2 separate regions of the Mus musculus genome follow, and region 1 is linked to region 2. A link is a contact called in public Hi-C data. All regions are on one chromosome and are shown on one strand. The core of a region is the stretch at or near the end of the contact, and the rest is flanking DNA. Distances in the headings are between cores, read along the strand shown.

What was found. A called contact is a pair of places that touch in the nucleus more often than the background predicts.
Region 1: a contact with region 2 is called in a Hi-C map of the HPC-7 cell line, with 2.2 times the contacts expected there. The contact joins the promoter of Treml4 here to the promoter of Tfeb in region 2. A contact is called at or near these places in 1 of 15 datasets of contacts at CTCF or cohesin (large pre-B cells), 2 of 484 Hi-C or Micro-C datasets (the HPC-7 cell line and embryonic stem cells) and 1 of 115 datasets of contacts at active chromatin or transcription factors (astrocytes).

The regions. Positions count from the first base shown.
Region 1 is chr17:48,262,988-48,266,661 of GRCm38.p6, forward strand. It overlaps Treml4 (triggering receptor expressed on myeloid cells-like 4), which reads left to right and starts at 1,308. Exons shown (of 6, transcript NM_172623.2): 1 at 1,308-1,453; 2 at 1,645-1,998. The coding sequence starts at 1,393. The region is part of intron 1 of Gm52308 (a long non-coding RNA gene); the gene reads right to left.
Region 2 is chr17:47,783,924-47,787,844 of GRCm38.p6, forward strand. Tfeb (transcription factor EB) reads left to right here and starts at 1,821. Exons shown (of 8, transcript NM_011549.3): 1 at 1,821-2,273; 2 at 2,355-2,609; 3 at 3,008-3,088. The coding sequence starts at 1,887.

The sequences.
Region 1 (3,674 bases), core at 58-2,557, 480 kb after region 2:
TGACGACGTTAGAAAAAATAAAATTTGATTCCAATACTTCGGTTCAGTAATTCAGGGAAGATAAGATTGAGTTTATAACTAAAGCTTTGGCTGGGGATGTAGCTTGGTGGAATGGCGAGCTGTTTTCTTACTAGCATGTACAAGGCTCTAGGTTTGATTTCCAGCTCTGCAAACCAACTCAAACAAATGACGTTTATATCCCACACTTCTGGTTCCCTCATAAGTACAAGGCAGGGCCATTAGATTTTTTTATTCTTTGCTTTGCCATCCATCAACTGCTACATAGGAGGTCCCTAGAGTCCCTGGGAGTGGAGCAGATGCATGAAGACCAATAAGAATTTAGGTGTTCTGATAGCCAGTGGTATCCCAGCTGCTACTGTGGGCTCGCCAGTGAAAGACTGAGGTTCCCTTGATGTGGTGTGCATATACCTTCCCTAACTGGTTGCTACTGATTGTTGACTCCACTTTCAGTCTCTCAGATCTTGACAGTTTGTGGGACCGTGAAAGGCAGCCTGTTTTCTGGTCGAGCTAGGTTTAAACCCTGGAGACCCAGCCTGGGTCACCCTTTCTTCCACACAGTTTTGCAGGTGAGATGTTAATGAGAGATAATTTTTCTCATAGGTTTCACTCTCCCACTCACATGTCCTTTAACATGGTCATGAATTCCCTTGCTTCCTTTCTCACCCTTAAGAGGTCCCTCCCTCTTGACTTCCCTTCTGACAATTCTTTCTCATTGTTCTCTACCTCCCAGTAGCCCCACTTCCCCCTTTCCAAGGGACCATCCTTACACTCTGGCATTGGAGTCTGGTGGCTTACAAACCTTCCAGGATGACAACATACTGGAGGTGAGGGCCCTGACTTATCTTAGTGATGGGGATTCCCAGGACTCTGGGCACACCTCTAGGGACCTTTGACCTTTCTCAGGGAAAAAGAAAAGAGGAACAGGCCTCTTACTTCTCATATTGTTTTCTACAATGTTCTTTTTTTTTTTTTTTGTAGCAATAATGGAGGAGTGTGATTGGTGGGTGGTGTGGAATGGCTGAGATGGGACACGGATGAGCAGGGGTGAAGAGTGAGGGCCAGAGATGGACCCTGCAGTTAGGAGTCCCCAGTCCAGGCCTGTCCACTGTTCCTCTCATGTGTCCACAGAACCTATCTACCTAGGTCAACCACGAGATGGACCCTGCAGTTAGGAGTCCCCAGTCCAGGCCTGGCCACTGTTCCTCTTATGGGTCCATAAGCCCGCCTTCCCAGACTGGCTACTTCCCCAATCAAAGCTCTGATCTTCCTTGGTTCTTACATCTCACAGATGATGAGACTTAGGGGAAGACTTGCCTAGTTCAGAGGTCTCCTCCTTTTCTCCTCTCCTCTACTGACAGAATCTGGACTGGTATGGCCTGGAGGTACTCACAACTGCTCCTGGTCCCTGTGCAGCTGGTGTTCCTGGCCTCAGGTGAGATGATTCCCTGTACAAGGGTTTGAGAGGTGGGATAGATAAAAGGACAAGGAACCAGGCTGACCCTGTGACCAGGGCTGGCTTTGGGGCCATGTTGTGCGTCTGAGTGTTGGAAGTCATTGCCTCTTGGCTTCCCTAGCCCCAGAAACGAATGCATACAGCTAGAGCTCTGACCTCTGACCTGACAGTTTGTTGTCCAGGTGTCTGGGGGTCCACAGTATCTGAAGAGCTTCATAGAATGGTAGGACAGAGCCTCTCCGTGCAGTGCCAATACAAGCCTAAGGAGGAGTCCTATGTGCTGAAAACGTGGTGTCGGCAAACAGCCCCAAGTAAATGTACGAGAGTGGTCACTACCTCTGAGCCTCGGAAAGCAGCCAGGGAATTACAGCACACAATCTGGGATGATCCTGAAGCTGGCTTCTTCAACATCACCATGACTCAACTAACAGAGGATGACTCAGCGTTCTACTGGTGTGGTCCATATTATCCTTCCCTCAGAGAAGTAACTGTTCTCAGAAACATCAGCCTGGTGGTGTCGCCAGGTAAGGCCTTTCTTGGGGATACAACCCTCTTCTACAGACCAAGCACAATACATATCCCTGATCCCTTCTCTTTGTGACCCCCTAATTTTGACACCTGATCTGACTGAGGAGAGACAGTTTCCCATCTCGGTCATGCTTGGCTCCTCATTGAGAAAGAATGTTTAGGTTTCATGGGGTAGGCACTTGGAGTCTCTCTCTGACTCTTAGTTAGTTTACACTAGCATTGTGTAACTTTAATCCTAACATTTGGGAGGCAGAGACAGGTGGATCTGAGTTTGAGGCCAGCCTAGTCTAAATAGTGAGGTCCAGGCCAGCCAGAGCTACATAGTGGGACTCTGTCTCAAAAAAAAAGTTGAAATGTTTTTATTTTAAATTATGTGCACTCATGGGCACATGCCACATGTGTGCCAGTGCCCATGGAAACCAGCGACTAGGAGCCTCTTGCAGCTAGAGTCATAAGTTGCTGTGAACCACTCAATGTGGATGCTTGGAACCAAACTCAGATTCTCTGCAAGAATCTGTGTTCTCAATGGCTGAGCTATCTCTTCAGCCCTCCTACTTGCTTTCTTACTTAGGCAGACCTGAGTTACAAATTTCTACTGGCACAAGGGCCCCTGAGGTCTTCCTTACCAGGGGCCAACCCTGGCATGGTCCTCTTTTTTTGTTCTCGCTTCTCCTTGAGTCAGCAGAGGGGGAAAAGGATTGGCATAGGGTAAGACTTTTGTCTTGCGAGATACTTAGAGTTGTTGTATAATAATAAAAAGTTGACTTGTCTAAGTCTAAGTTACTTTGCTACTGTAGCTGACCTGACTTTTGTGTCCTCAGAGGCTAGAAACTGCAGTCTCGGGCATTTAGCACCTCATCCTAAAACAGCAGGAGATTAAGTAAAGGGTTAATTGCAAGAGATGTTTTCCCTTTTTCTAGATGCCCCTCATTTGTCAGGCTAGGGGAAGTTTGGAGCAATAAACTTACTTCTATTGAACCAGGAGAAGAAAATCATGTTCATGGAAGGAAAAAACTTTTACATAAGCAAATATGCATAAACTCACATAAATACAAACACAGATTCCCACATGCACATTTATACATTTCCATTCAAACCATTTGGGTCCAAGTTTCATACATTCTCACAGTTACACACACACACACACACACACACACACACACACACCCATGCTTACATATGCATTTGGAGCAAAAGAGCAAGCAACCGTGCAGAAAGAATTCACTCACTCTGGATGAAAAATGAGCTCCAATCTTTATTGCATAGAGAAAGAAAAAGCTCTTACCCTTTCAGTGCTAAATGAATTAAACCCAGGTTTTAAAGAAGGAAGCTTTGTTCCTTTTAATAAGACTAAGCCTGCCTTGTTCTTAAGAAAGGACCTGTTTTGTCCCATGGTAAGGAGAAGGCTGCCTGTTCCTTCTGCTCTCTCGGCAGCTCTTTCTTCTTTCCCTGTTTTCTTCTGCATTCTGCACATTGCTCTCTTAATTTATTATGCTTCCTATAGTTTCTAAATTATTGCACTCTGCACTCTCCCTTTAATCTTGCTCTCCTCCTGCTCTGGTGCCACAGTAATGCTCTTACTCTCAATGCCTTTTCTCCAATGTTGTGCCTTTACTTCAAGTTCTTATTGAAGTTCAGTTCTGTCTGAAAACTTCTCTTGTGTCCTGACGAA
Region 2 (3,921 bases), core at 571-3,070:
TTGGGGGCTTCCCTGTAGAGCATGGGCTGCTCAGGCCCCTTCACTGGGCAGAGCATGAGAGAAGATGCAGTGCTGGCCTCTGCATGCAGCAGGACACACAGGACAGTGGGTAGTCTCACTCTATTACAGAGCTGCTTAGATAGTGGCTGGAGTCTTGATTGCAGATATGGGACCTAGGCTCCACTCCTGGTTCTGGATCAACCAGTTTCCCAACTGGGAACAACTCTGCCCCCCAGGCTTCCCCTTCCCAGCATGGGGTAGACCAGATGTCCCAGCCCCCAGGCCTCCCTTCCCCAGCATGGGGTAGACCAGATACCTGGGGTGGGGTCCTAGCTTTGTCCTGCACTGTGCCTCTGATTTCCCTTCTTTATGAAAGACTGTGGTTTGTAATTAAGCAAGGGCCTCCAAACAGGGCTGATGGAGGCCTTGGATGCCGGGTTTGAAGACGCTAGCTAGATTGTACCAGTCTCATGTACTCAGACTGCCAGGCACTGCACAAAGCTGCCAGTTTTTACTAAATGCAGAGGAAGATAAACTGAGGCTCCAGGATTATAGCTTGACCAAGGTCACATAACAAAGAATCAGCGAGCGCTCTGCTCCACCAGCCCTTTGGGGAAGCCGTTGCTCAATCATGAAGTCATGCCTTGCCAAATCCCTCTAGTCCCTAACTGTACTGTCATGGTCTCAGATACGGCCAGACCAGTGCCTATCAGTCTTGGGCTGTCCCTGAGAAGTCACTGGGTTCTGCTCTTTCCTTTGTGGCCTAGAGAGGGGAAGGGACTTGGTTACTGTCACTCATTGAGCTAGAGACAGAGCGAGCATGCCGAGTTGCCTGCCCCCCTTCAGCCTTGGTTGGGGCCTCAGCCACACCTTCCCACAGTGGGTCAAGCTCTGAGCTCCGAGCAGTGAGGAGCCCTGAGGTGGTGATTCTCTGCCTGTGGGTCTTCCTTTCTCTCGCCGACTTTGGGCGCCAGGAGCCAGGGACGGGGTACATCTCCAGTGCCTGGTTCATGGATAATATCCATTCTCATTTGCTTCATGCAATGGCTTCTTTCTGTCTCCCATGACCCAACGGCTAGAGGCCGAAGGTCTAGCAGTAAACAAACAGATGAAATGTGTCCCCTCAGGGGACTTGCATTCCTAGTAAGGGACAGACATGGAATAACAATAACAAACGTAATAAGAAGCAAAAAAAAAAAATATGTTCTGTCCTAGATGGTGGCATCTGATATAGAGAAGCAAGGTGGTGGTGGTATGCCATTTTAGCACAGTGGTCCTGAAATGGCACTCTGAGGTGACATTAGAGTCTCTCGGAGGAGGTGAAGAAGTGAGCCTTGATGGTATCTGTGTAAAGAACATTCCAGGTGGAGGCAACAGCAAGTGCAAAGGTGGGGGGGGGGGACGGTGGGGGGCGGAGAAAGCATGCCTGGAGTGTTTGAAGGATAGTTTAAGGCTGGGGGTGTGGCTGGAGCAGGGAGAACAAGGGAGAGAAGCATGTGTTGGGGGCGGGAAGTCTATGGGGGACCATGAGGGTGCAGCAGATTACAGAGGACCATTTAGGCTGGGTTTAAGGATTTAGGCTTTTGTTCCGATGAACTGGGAGCTATGGAGAGTTGGGAGCAGACAGCAGGGCAGGAACTAACAGGATGATGGAGCTACTGTGAGCAGATGGTGGGGGAGGAGCACGGAGGAGCATCTGGAGGCTCCTCAGGCCCTGAGGAGGCGTGGTGCAGGCTGGCCTGGGGAGGGGCGGGAGAGGGGGCCGGAGCTGAGGCCAGGTATGAAATACTCAGGATGTGGATGTGACAGCGAGGGGTCAGGTGGACTCCTGCAGTCACTGAAGGACAGTGTTCACCTCTGGTCTAGAACTCAGGGAACTTGGGTTCATGGCTCAGCTCGCTCAGTGGTCTTGGGCAAATCCCTTCTGCCCGGACTCAGTTTCTCCTTGTGCACAATGGGAGCAACCATACTTATGCCAGCCTGTGCTTAAAGACTACGAAGATGATGAATACTTCATGGGCCTGTCTCCCCTCGACTACAGGGAGCCCGAACCAACAGCTGCCATGGCGTCACGCATCGGGCTGCGCATGCAGCTCATGCGGGAGCAGGCCCAGCAGGAGGAGCAGCGAGAGCGCATGCAGCAGCAGGCTGTCATGCATTATATGCAACAGCAGCAGCAGCAGCAGCAGCAGCTGGGTGGGCCCCCCACCCCAGCCATCAACACCCCTGTCCACTTCCAGTCGCCCCCGCCTGTGCCCGGGGAGGTGCTGAAGGTAAGGCCCCTGCCTCTCCCATCCCTGCTCCCTGTAGAGGAGTCCCTGCCCCCTCCACAGCTGTGCCTTCCCCCTCCCCAGGTGCAGTCCTACCTGGAGAACCCCACCTCCTACCACCTGCAACAGTCCCAGCATCAGAAGGTTCGGGAGTATCTGTCTGAGACCTATGGGAACAAGTTTGCTGCCCACGTGAGCCCAGCCCAAGGTTCCCCGAAGCCTGCCCCAGCAGCATCCCCAGGGGTGCGGGCTGGACACGTACTGTCCACCTCGGCCGGCAACAGTGCTCCCAACAGTCCCATGGCCATGCTACATATCAGCTCCAACCCCGAGAAAGAGGTGAGCGGGGTGGGGGGGGTGGGGGTAGGGGTTCCGGCTTGGTGTCAGTTGTTTGGAAATAGTCTGGCCCTCATGGCAGACCTGGGGGTGTTTCTTTATGGGCCTCTAGCCTGAGGGAGACACAGCCGCCCTAGTCTGAAGAGAGTTGCTATCTTCTTGCAACTCTGCTGGGGACAGGGCAGACTCACAGAAGTGCTTTCCCAGCCCGGGAAGGTGTGTCAAGAACTCCCTGTCAAGGGATTCCTGGGGACAAGCCTCAGGCTCGGCTGTAGGACGCTCCTCTTGTCATTTCCTCCTCCTCCAGATGAGCAGGTTGGGTGAGGTGGCAGGGGGGCAGCTGCCCCTCTCTAGGTGGGCCGACCCCAGATGGAAACGACATGGACGTTTCTCTCTTCTAGTTTGATGATGTCATTGACAACATTATGCGCCTGGACAGCGTGCTGGGCTACATCAACCCTGAGATGCAGATGCCTAACACGGTACTTTTCGGGCTGGACGGGAGGGGGACGGCACACACAGTGGCTCCCTGGCTGGGGTGAGCTCTCAGGGCAGAGCTGGTGTCTCTGTGGAGGCAACAGTCATCTCCATTGAATACTGTGACAGGGATTCAGGGTGCAAGTAGAACTGAGTCAAGGCATACTGGGGATGCTTGGGAGACAGAGCTGGGCAGAGGCAGGCGCATTTCTGTGACCACAGGACCCTTCCACAGGAAGTCTCGTCTGCCTGATTATTCTCTGGGTCTCATTGGCTTGGTTGGGGAGGGGAGGCATAGGTAGGTAGCAGATGAGCCAGGTTTGGAATCAGGAAACCTGAGGTTTGTCATGACCTTGGGAAGTCCCGCCACGATTTTGACCTCCCCCTCCCCCACTCAGTTGTAAAAAGGGGGGTGATACTATCTACCCAGAGGGTCATAGGAAGATTAGAAGGGACAAAAAGAGGGAGGGGTTGGAGAGATGGCTCAGTGGATAACAGGTAAGATTGCTTTCAGAGGACCTCAGTTTGGTTCCTCAAACCCATGCTCGCCAAGAGAGAGCCAGGAGGAGGCAGGCAGTTTTCAGCCCCTTCTGCCCTGGTGACACTGCCAGGGGGCTGCTCAGGAATCAGTGGCTCCTATCTATGCAGTGGCTGTCTAGGCCAGTGGCCGGCTCTTGCCTGGGCTCTGTGGTAGGTAGGACCCGGCAGACCTTGCTCCTGCCTGTTGAATTCCATACTCTGGGAACCTTGCAGAGAAACTCCAAGGCTGATTGAGCCCCTCCCTAGGACTTGTACAAAAAAGAGCCGGATCCCTCGGGTTCCTCCTGTCCTCGCCCTG